Regions from separate parts of the Danio rerio genome. Here region 2 is linked to region 1. Evidence: chromatin contacts called from public Hi-C data. All regions are on one chromosome and are shown on one strand. Each heading gives the region's core, a stretch centred on a gene start, on an enhancer-like site or on the middle of the called end of the contact. The rest is flanking DNA. Distances are from core to core; before and after follow the strand shown.

Region 1 (4,316 bases), core at 673-3,172:
TCAGGTTGCTCTTGATGTAGCTTTGCAGAAGCCTGTCACACAGAATCAAAGATACATCCACTTTACAGTAGTTTGATCCATACTGTACATTCCTACTTTAATATATTTAATGGCAAAAAATTCACCATTGCAATCAACATGCACAACTGCATAACTTTTCTTCCAAAATCCAAAGGTTTTAGCAAAACATGTTTCAACAAAACGGTTTTATTATTGCTTGTTGAGCATATCAGTGTCAGCTGTGGAAATCTCAGCATTATCTCTGATGGGACGTTGGACTTTGAAACTTGGGGCAATACTTTATTTAACCAGGTGGTTTAAAGAAAGTAAAACAAGGCTCAAGAAAATGTAAGAAATATCACCTGCGGTTGTCTTCACTAGACCCAAAAGGATTAGCAAGGTCTGGTGCAAGGACGCCATCACTAGAAAACAGAACAAAACAACTTTCAGAACTAGGCAAAGTTCTTTTCTCTCTCAGACACACACATATATAAACACAGTGGCATGTTAAACACAACTTTAAGATATTGAAACTTGATCTATCCTAATCAAAATATTAACAGCCATGTTCTTTGATAAATTAACAGAACTATAATATAATTCACAATGATAATGTAAGCACAAGTTAACTATGTACCAGTTCTATGAATGATCATGTAGTGTTTAATACATTCAATAGTTTACTGCCATAAGTAGTGTTTTCACAGATTTTTAAAAATGGAACTTGCAAAGAATAGCCAACATTTCCCAATATGTAGCACTATCAATGATATAAATAAGAATTTATCAGTCACACTTTACAATAAGGTTTCATTAGCTAATGTGAGTTAACGTGTTTACTAACATTAACTAATAATGAAAAACACTTGTACAGCATTTATTAATCATAGTTCAACATTTACTAAACGATTATTAAAATCCAAATTTACGTTTGTTTACATTTGTTAATGCACTGTGAGTTATGAACTAACAACTGTATTTTCATTAACTAACATGAAACAATAACGTAATAAATGTAGTATAATTCATGTTTGTATGCATTAACTAACACAACTTTATTGTAAAGTGTTACAAATTTAACAACATATAAAAAAATATGGCAATTACGTCAAATCCCAAACAACAGTTTAGTTTTTGGCTTCTTGAACAAGTATATTACTATTAATTGACCTTAGTTAATAAGCAAATTTGTTCAAAAATGTCTGAAATAGCTAACTTGTTGCTCTTCGTAATAAGATATGTCAGATATTCTTCTAAATATGTTACGTTAAAGACTAACTATACACAGTCACACAGTAAGTACAGTACCGGCGGCAGCACAGTGTGAATGCGGCCTACTGTAACGTTACCTGAGGCTCTGGACTTGTGGAGCACACAGGGTCAGTGCTGGGAGGATGAGCACAAACACAAGCCGTGTCGAGATCATATTAGCTGCTCCTCTGGATCGCATTAGGACACCTGTATCAGCACAGACAGTTCAGACGGTCAAAGAAACGACTCGTGAATCAGATGAGATGCACAAACAGCAGAAATCGATCACTTAAGAATGAAACGATTCTTTCGGATATGAAGAGTCAGCTGACCGAACACCTTACATTGCGACAATGAAGCTTGCAACTGTTCTTTGTATTTACATTGCGGCGTGTTAATATACTGATTCAATAACCACAAGTAAGGATCAGCAAAGCTATGCGAAATGCTACTGTACCTTCACTGTTGACGGCGGTCAGCGGACCATCCATGATGAATCCCCCACCGCGGCGGATGAGAGCAGCGCAGCCCGTGTGTGTGCAGCTCTGACCGGCTACACGTGGATTCCGTGGACGTGTCGTGGCCCGGATAAAATAAATCAGCTCCTCCTCGAGCTCTCCATATTCCGCCTTCCACTGAGTTCCATCATCGCCACGTAGAGTCGCTGACACTGCGTTTACAGCACGCCGTTCCTCCGCACGCACCGCCTCTTACTGTACACTATCTATTCTGTTCCTCAGGGAATACTGGTTGTAAATAAACCGAGGAGTAACGTAGCAAATGTTTTAGCTTTAATATAGAGCATCACAGTGACATCATCTGGAATTATCTTTTAATAGATATGAAATTAATTTTAATAAAGTCTTGTTGGTGGTAAATGCCTAATACCCTATAAATACGGTATGTACACTTATCAAATCTGCGACTTTACGTGTAATTCAGTACTTCTTCACTAACTTGGCAGTGCAGAAGCAATTTAGTCCTGACTGTCAGACAGGACACTCCTTAACTAAAACTGTCCAAGTTTTGCACAATTTCGCCACAAGATGGCAAGCATGATCTCAGTGAAACTTACCCACCACTGCATACAGCAATGAATACTATTGCTAATACTGATAACAATAATAATAACATGTAAGTATGATATGGAGGGTTACATTTTCTTGATTTTTCATCTTTAAACAATAGCCTACTCAACTTGGAATTTTATCCCCAGTTACTTTTTTTTAAAAACCTGAGAGGTCTCTCTTTTCTACTGATTTGTAACTACAATATTGCTAGAATCTCTTATAAATTATCCAATTTTCATAAACAAGCTTTACTTGCATGGTCACTGATTTACAAAGACAATTTCCTCCTCATCAGCATTTTATCTGGAACAATCAGAACATTTTTTATAGCAAATCTTTATTTTTAAATGGTTGGTTTGAGAAAAAATATTTTGACTGTATCTCAGTTATTTAATTCAGAAGGTTTTTTCTTAAATTTAAAAAAAAAAAATGTGCAAGTTTGGTTTCCTGGTAACGCTAAAAGAATTTTCCATTGTAATGGATGCAACTCTTAAAGGAGTTATACTGCTTTTTATGGTGGCGTATTCAGTGTTTCGTCTGCCCCCTTGGAAACTTCAGTGGAAAAAGCATGTGTTTTTGTCACAACTTTCCTCACGTAATTACAAAATCAGGTCTATCTTTCAAAAGGAAATTGTAGCTACCCCATGTGTAAAGTTTTTTTTTTTTTTTTTTTTTTTTTTGATGGACATATATGACCAGATTCAATGGAAAAAAAGTTTGGCCTTTATCTGTAAAATATATAATAACTAACAAAATTAGAGACATTTCATTTAAACTGTTACACAGATTTTACCCAGACAAGACATTTAAAAATATATATAAGTCAGATATAGATCCTGCTGCTTATTCTGTAATATACCCAGTGAAACTGCTGATCATATTTTTTGGAATGGTCTTTATACACAATGCTTTTGAATTGAATTTTATTTGTTTATTCATCACAAAATATTGGACTCTTGTTATCTTTTTTAAGGATATCCTGTTGTTGTTTTTTAATACCCCTGATGAAAAAAGTAAGGAAAATTCCATATACAAGAATAAATTCTTTCAAATTGTTTTTTTTTTAAAGAAACTTTAATAGTACATTAAAACTATTGTTTCGTCTAAAAATCTTAAAGCTATTTGAACTGTTCTTTTCTTTTTTGAATTTGCTTAACGTGATTTTATATTATTTGTTGTTTATTTTTTAGTTAATTTTTAATAAAAGTAAAGCATCAAATAAGCACATACAAGAGATCTTGTATGTGCTTATTTGATGCTTTACTTCTCTGTAAAACTCATGAACAATCTGCATAATAAATTTGTATGAGGCTGTTTTTGTACTCTGACATTAATAGAAAAAGATAATAATAATAATTATGATTATTATTATTAATAAAAATACTAAAAAAATTACAGTGAAATGAAAACCTCAATAAATGAGGTTTATGCTGTAGCTACACTTATTTTTGCCACATGATGGCAGTACTTTCGTTTGAAATGCTACGACAGCACAGACTTTTCCCTTTGTTGATTTATTTTCAGAATGTTCTGTCTCCAAGTCACACTGTGAGTGAAACACCTTACGAATATCAACCCTAATCTTTACCACACTTTTTGACGTATACTGACTAGTATCAACCACAACTTTATTATAATCATCATGGTGAAACTATAGTTAGTGTATCAAAACAATGGTTAATCTGTGAATATAACAAATATTTCTATAACACAAACAAGACACTGGATATTCAGTAAAGGGTCATAAAAATAAATAAATGTTCAGTCCTGTTCGAAAGATTCCGCCCACTCTTACTGTGGTACACTAGGATTTTTGTATTTTAACTACATCACATATTAATTACTTGATAAATGAATAACTGCTTATAAAACTTTTTCATCTTTGGATTTTATGAATGTAGTTTTGTTTTCTGTGGCACAGTGGCTTAGTGTTGCCTTACAGCAAGAAGGTCACTGGTTAGAGTCTCAGCTGGGCCAGTTAGTATTTATGTGTGG
Region 2 (4,316 bases), core at 1,167-3,666, 140 kb after region 1:
AGCCTATGGTTAATAAAGGGGCATTTATAATTGCACTACACTTTATATAAGCATGTTTATTTAACTAAATTTATTGCTGTTTGAATACAGTATGTCATTATAGATGTGTAGTGAATGTGCAGTAATCTCTCATATGTAATAAACTCAGACAAGTTCAGAAACTGTCACTAAAATATCTGTGATTGTGAACAAGAAAAGAATAAACGCTCCAATTAAATTGTTAAAATAAAGTAGAAGTACATCGGTTTGACTGTACAAGGGAAATACCTTCACACTGCCTGTGCTAAATCATTTGTCGTCGGTACGCAGAGGGGTGATCTGCTCTCGGGCTGCAGGTGGGAGAGGCTGCTGTAGAGGACTGACTGGGCCGCCTGTCAGTGCTGTGAGGCGGGGGAGGGGCCGGCGGCATCACACGCAGCTCGTTGAGAAGAGTAGGGACGGTACAGTATGGACAAATGACAGTCTAAAAAATATCTCCAATAACACAAAAAAAGTCGCTAGATTTGTCGCTAAGGGGGTCTGAAAAGTCGCTAAATCTAGTGACAAAGTCGCTAAGTTGGCAACATTGGCGGCAAGCAATCAGAATGAAGTAGTCCACCGCTTGAGAGGTGTTCAGAGAACACAGACCTGTGAACTTTGGTTCCGACCACAGTTGTTCCCAAGAGTTTGATTATTGCGTTCGCCGGTGGATTTTTAATTATTGAAAATCACGACGACGCGGGGCCCCCTAATCACGTGGGGCCCCCCCGCGGTGCGTGCCCTGCGGGCCCGTCCGCTACGCCACTGACCCTCTCTTTTGCTGAATATCAGTTTTAATAATCGATAATGGCCATTATAAAAGTATAACATACAATAAGTTTATACATTATAGGAAATAAAGGCAAGCGATCAGTCAATATACAGAATGTAGGCTACGTGCTTACATTATTCATTAACTTATCTTTGCGCTCAGCCAAAACACGTTACCTGAGAACAAGTAATAGATTCCAATGACCAAAGTCAGGAATGTCGTTAGATAAAGACAACAAGATGAATGAAATATCACGTTTAATAAATATAGTGAGATTAGATCCAGCGGGAGATGCTTGATGAGAAGTCCGACTAGCAGAGCTCTCATCTGGGTAGATGGGCTCCAGCGATTGCCAAAGTGTGTGTGTGTGGTCACGTGATGTGCGTTTTCAGCGTTTTGGTGTGGACGGAGAGCAGTTCAGAAACGCTGGGTAAAACGCGAGTGTGGACGCGGATCGTTTTCATTCTAAAACGCCGTTTTAAAACTAATACGCACTAGTGTAAACGGGGCCTTAGTCTATGATCAAAAGCAATCTTACTACAAACAATAATTTAAATGTTTCATGCAGTTTCACTTGCACAGAGATCACAGATACTTTTATTAGAGATGTAGGATTTCCTAAGTCTAGATCAGATCACACATTTTTTTCTGACTTAAAAAGGTAAAGCTGTAAAAGAGGTAAAGTTGGTTTTATATTCCCATAATCGTTCAGTGACAACTTGTGACACACTCCCTATATTGTTTACCTTGACACTTTGTATATTCGGTCTGAAAAAACCTGCAAACATGACTTGAAAACAACATTAACACTGTTTATTTGACTGCGAACAATGTTGTACTTTGATGGTCATTGGCTGCTAATATAATTTCGCTATTTAGAGTTTGCAAACAATACTTTTAAGAAATTATATTATATAGGGAAAAGTTCGAATGTCCAAATATAAAAGCAAGTTTACCTCTATGTCACTTCACTGAGCATTCATCCACAGCACAAACTGCTGGGTGTGTACATAAATTGGGTCACTCTTCACGGCGTGACCCAGCAGCATTTAAACACAGCCCAAACAGAAAGCATGTGCCAGCCATCTTTAAGATAGATCAGCCCCTTATGAATGCAAATGACCTGCTTATCGTAACTAAAACATAATTATTAACCAATATAAAAGTTAACATACACATATTGTGACATCTAATGAATGCGCGCATGCATTCTTATGTGAAACACCCGTAAACAACCCGACAGCAGAGGAGAATCTAGTCTCGTGCACAAACCCGTAAAGTGTGAGTCGTGGACTTATAAGGAGCGCTGACCTGGTAAAGCAGCATTCGCAGCGTCCGCCTCTCTCGTTCACGGTCAGCACGTATGCATAAGCCGGACAGGCGAACACTAGATCACCAACTTTAAAATGCTTGATGGCTTTGAGTCCCCGGCCTTTACCGGGGCTCAGAAACCTCTCAGTACCCTCGATTCCCTCTTTTTTCATCGCTATTGACCTGCTGCTCGCGTGTCACACTTCCTTGCCCTCGTCAGAAAGCGCTGTCTCGGTCTCAGTCGGTTTTGTTAGTGACTGCGGCAAGTGTAGTGACGCCACTGACACACCACATGCTCGGCGAAAAGACTCCGAACAACGAGCTGCACCAGCAGACCGGAGGCTCACGGCAATCACACACATACATACACGCCCCGCGGTCCTAAAGCCCGTTCGGCTACAGCAACAACAGCGGCCACCAACGACCGACCGGGCCGACCTTGGTATTTGGCCGTATGGCGCCATCGTGTGCTCATCAGGCGAAAACAAGGCATAATGGACGAATCATCGTGGCAGAGATCCACTTACATCCTTCTAACTGCGTCCGGCATATTGACGTACACCTTGACACCACCACACAGGCGTGCAAACCTGAATGTATATATAATAACTTTTCTTTCTTTCTTTCTTTCTTTCTTTCTTTCTTTCTTTCTTTCTTTCTTTCTTTCTTTCTTTCTTTCTTTCTTTCTTTCTTTCAATACAAAATTACAAACTTTGTGAAATGCTATAGGAATGTACAAAAATGTACTAGGCTCCTGAGGGCCGAAAGAAAGAACCATTGCTTTGAGGCAATTTGGAAAATAATACTTAACTTATTTTTTTAATGCTATACAACATATAACATGTTTACTCTAAATTTACATTTGAAAAATTTGGCCATTAAAAGAAAACTCTTAGGTAATTTAAATGAATCAACTAACATGAGCTAGAGTGATGTTATATGAATATGTAACTTATAATTTTAATGTAAAAAATGACAGGTAAGGGGTTGTTCTCCTCCCCTGCTTGTTTGCTTAGGAAAAAAAAAACATTTGTGATATTTTCTGTTTAATAATTATGATTCTGATTATATTTGGTTATAATTTTATATTTTAGAAATACTGAAGTCAAACATTTTTGGTCACAAGGAAACATTTTTAAACACACTTATTAATTTTTCATAATTTACTAATGCATTGCTAAAACCTAAAGTTGTGTGTGTTTTAATTTGTGTAGCCTATAACAGAAGTAGAATAAGTGTATGTAACCAGTAATTTTTTCTTTTTTTGGTGAACTATAACACACTATTTACACCTTAATTTAAGGTGTTATCATATGTTTTATAATTCATTAAAATAAAATTATTAATAAAATTATTTACTGATTTTTTCAATAATAATACTAATATTAATACTACCACTACTACTAGCTACTACTACTACTAATAATAATAGTTTACCCTTTAATCTTTCCTAACATTTTTTTTTCTTTAACAAGTTATTGAATGCTTTCTGTCTGCATTATGATGCTTTCAAATATTTACAGAGCTGGTTCAGAGCTTGTATCAAATTGGTGGTCAAGTGATTTTAGCGAATCCTCTACGTCACACTTGACCTTCGAACTTGCATTTTGGTAAATTAAATTTTAAAGTTACGTTAGGCTATGATTCGACGCTAGATGGGGTCAATATACGTTTTTAACATATTCCCCTTCCGTTGCAAAATACAGCAACTATTAAAACTGGATCTTGCTTTGTGAAAAATGCATCCGTGCTACAAATTCGACCAGGTGAAGTAGGCCTAACTTATCTTTTATTTTAGAACTGTACGTGAACTGAACGTAAACCATCCATTTTACAGTCTATGAAACTATCCGAATCTAAGCTTAACGTTATTGTTGGATTCAGTCTGTCAGTGTTGATTTGTTTTTACATTTTTGAGTTGAATTTTATAAGGACTGGGCCTGGGGTATATCGTGGCATATCACGCTGGTTATGTCCAAAATCACGCACTTTCTTGGGTCTTTTACAGTTGACCAAAACGGACGAAAGTAGGCTATGTTAGAAGTTCCAGTAGCCCTCTTAAAAGAATTTTGAAAGAGACCACTTCCGGCCAGTTCCTGATATATCTCATATTACTATAAATATTAACTGTTATATTGAAGACAAATGGCCATTGTAATAATATGTGTTCGTATATGATACGTATGACAGCAAACAACGCTCTTGTCATGTTGTG

The links. A called contact is a pair of places that touch in the nucleus more often than the background predicts.
Region 2: a contact with region 1 is called in a Hi-C map of hematopoietic stem cells, with 4 times the contacts expected there. The contact joins the promoter of smyd2a here to the promoter of cgref1 in region 1. A contact is called at or near these places in 6 of 18 Hi-C or Micro-C datasets (caudal fin, embryo, hematopoietic stem cells and 1 more) and 1 of 4 datasets of contacts at active chromatin or transcription factors (caudal fin).

Annotation. Positions count from the first base shown.
Region 1 is chr17:34,339,196-34,343,511 of GRCz12tu, forward strand. cgref1 (cell growth regulator with EF-hand domain 1) reads right to left here and starts at 1,923. Exons shown (of 6, transcript XM_017351827.4): 1 at 1,709-1,923; 2 at 1,350-1,458; 3 at 363-422; 4 at 1-32. The coding sequence starts at 1,742.
Region 2 is chr17:34,481,943-34,486,258 of GRCz12tu, forward strand. smyd2a (SET and MYND domain containing 2a) reads right to left here and starts at 2,417. Exons shown (of 12, transcript NM_001013550.1): 1 at 2,102-2,417. The coding sequence starts at 2,274. LOC137488119 (a long non-coding RNA gene) reads left to right here and starts at 3,752. Exons shown (of 3, transcript XR_012393500.1): 1 at 3,752-3,867.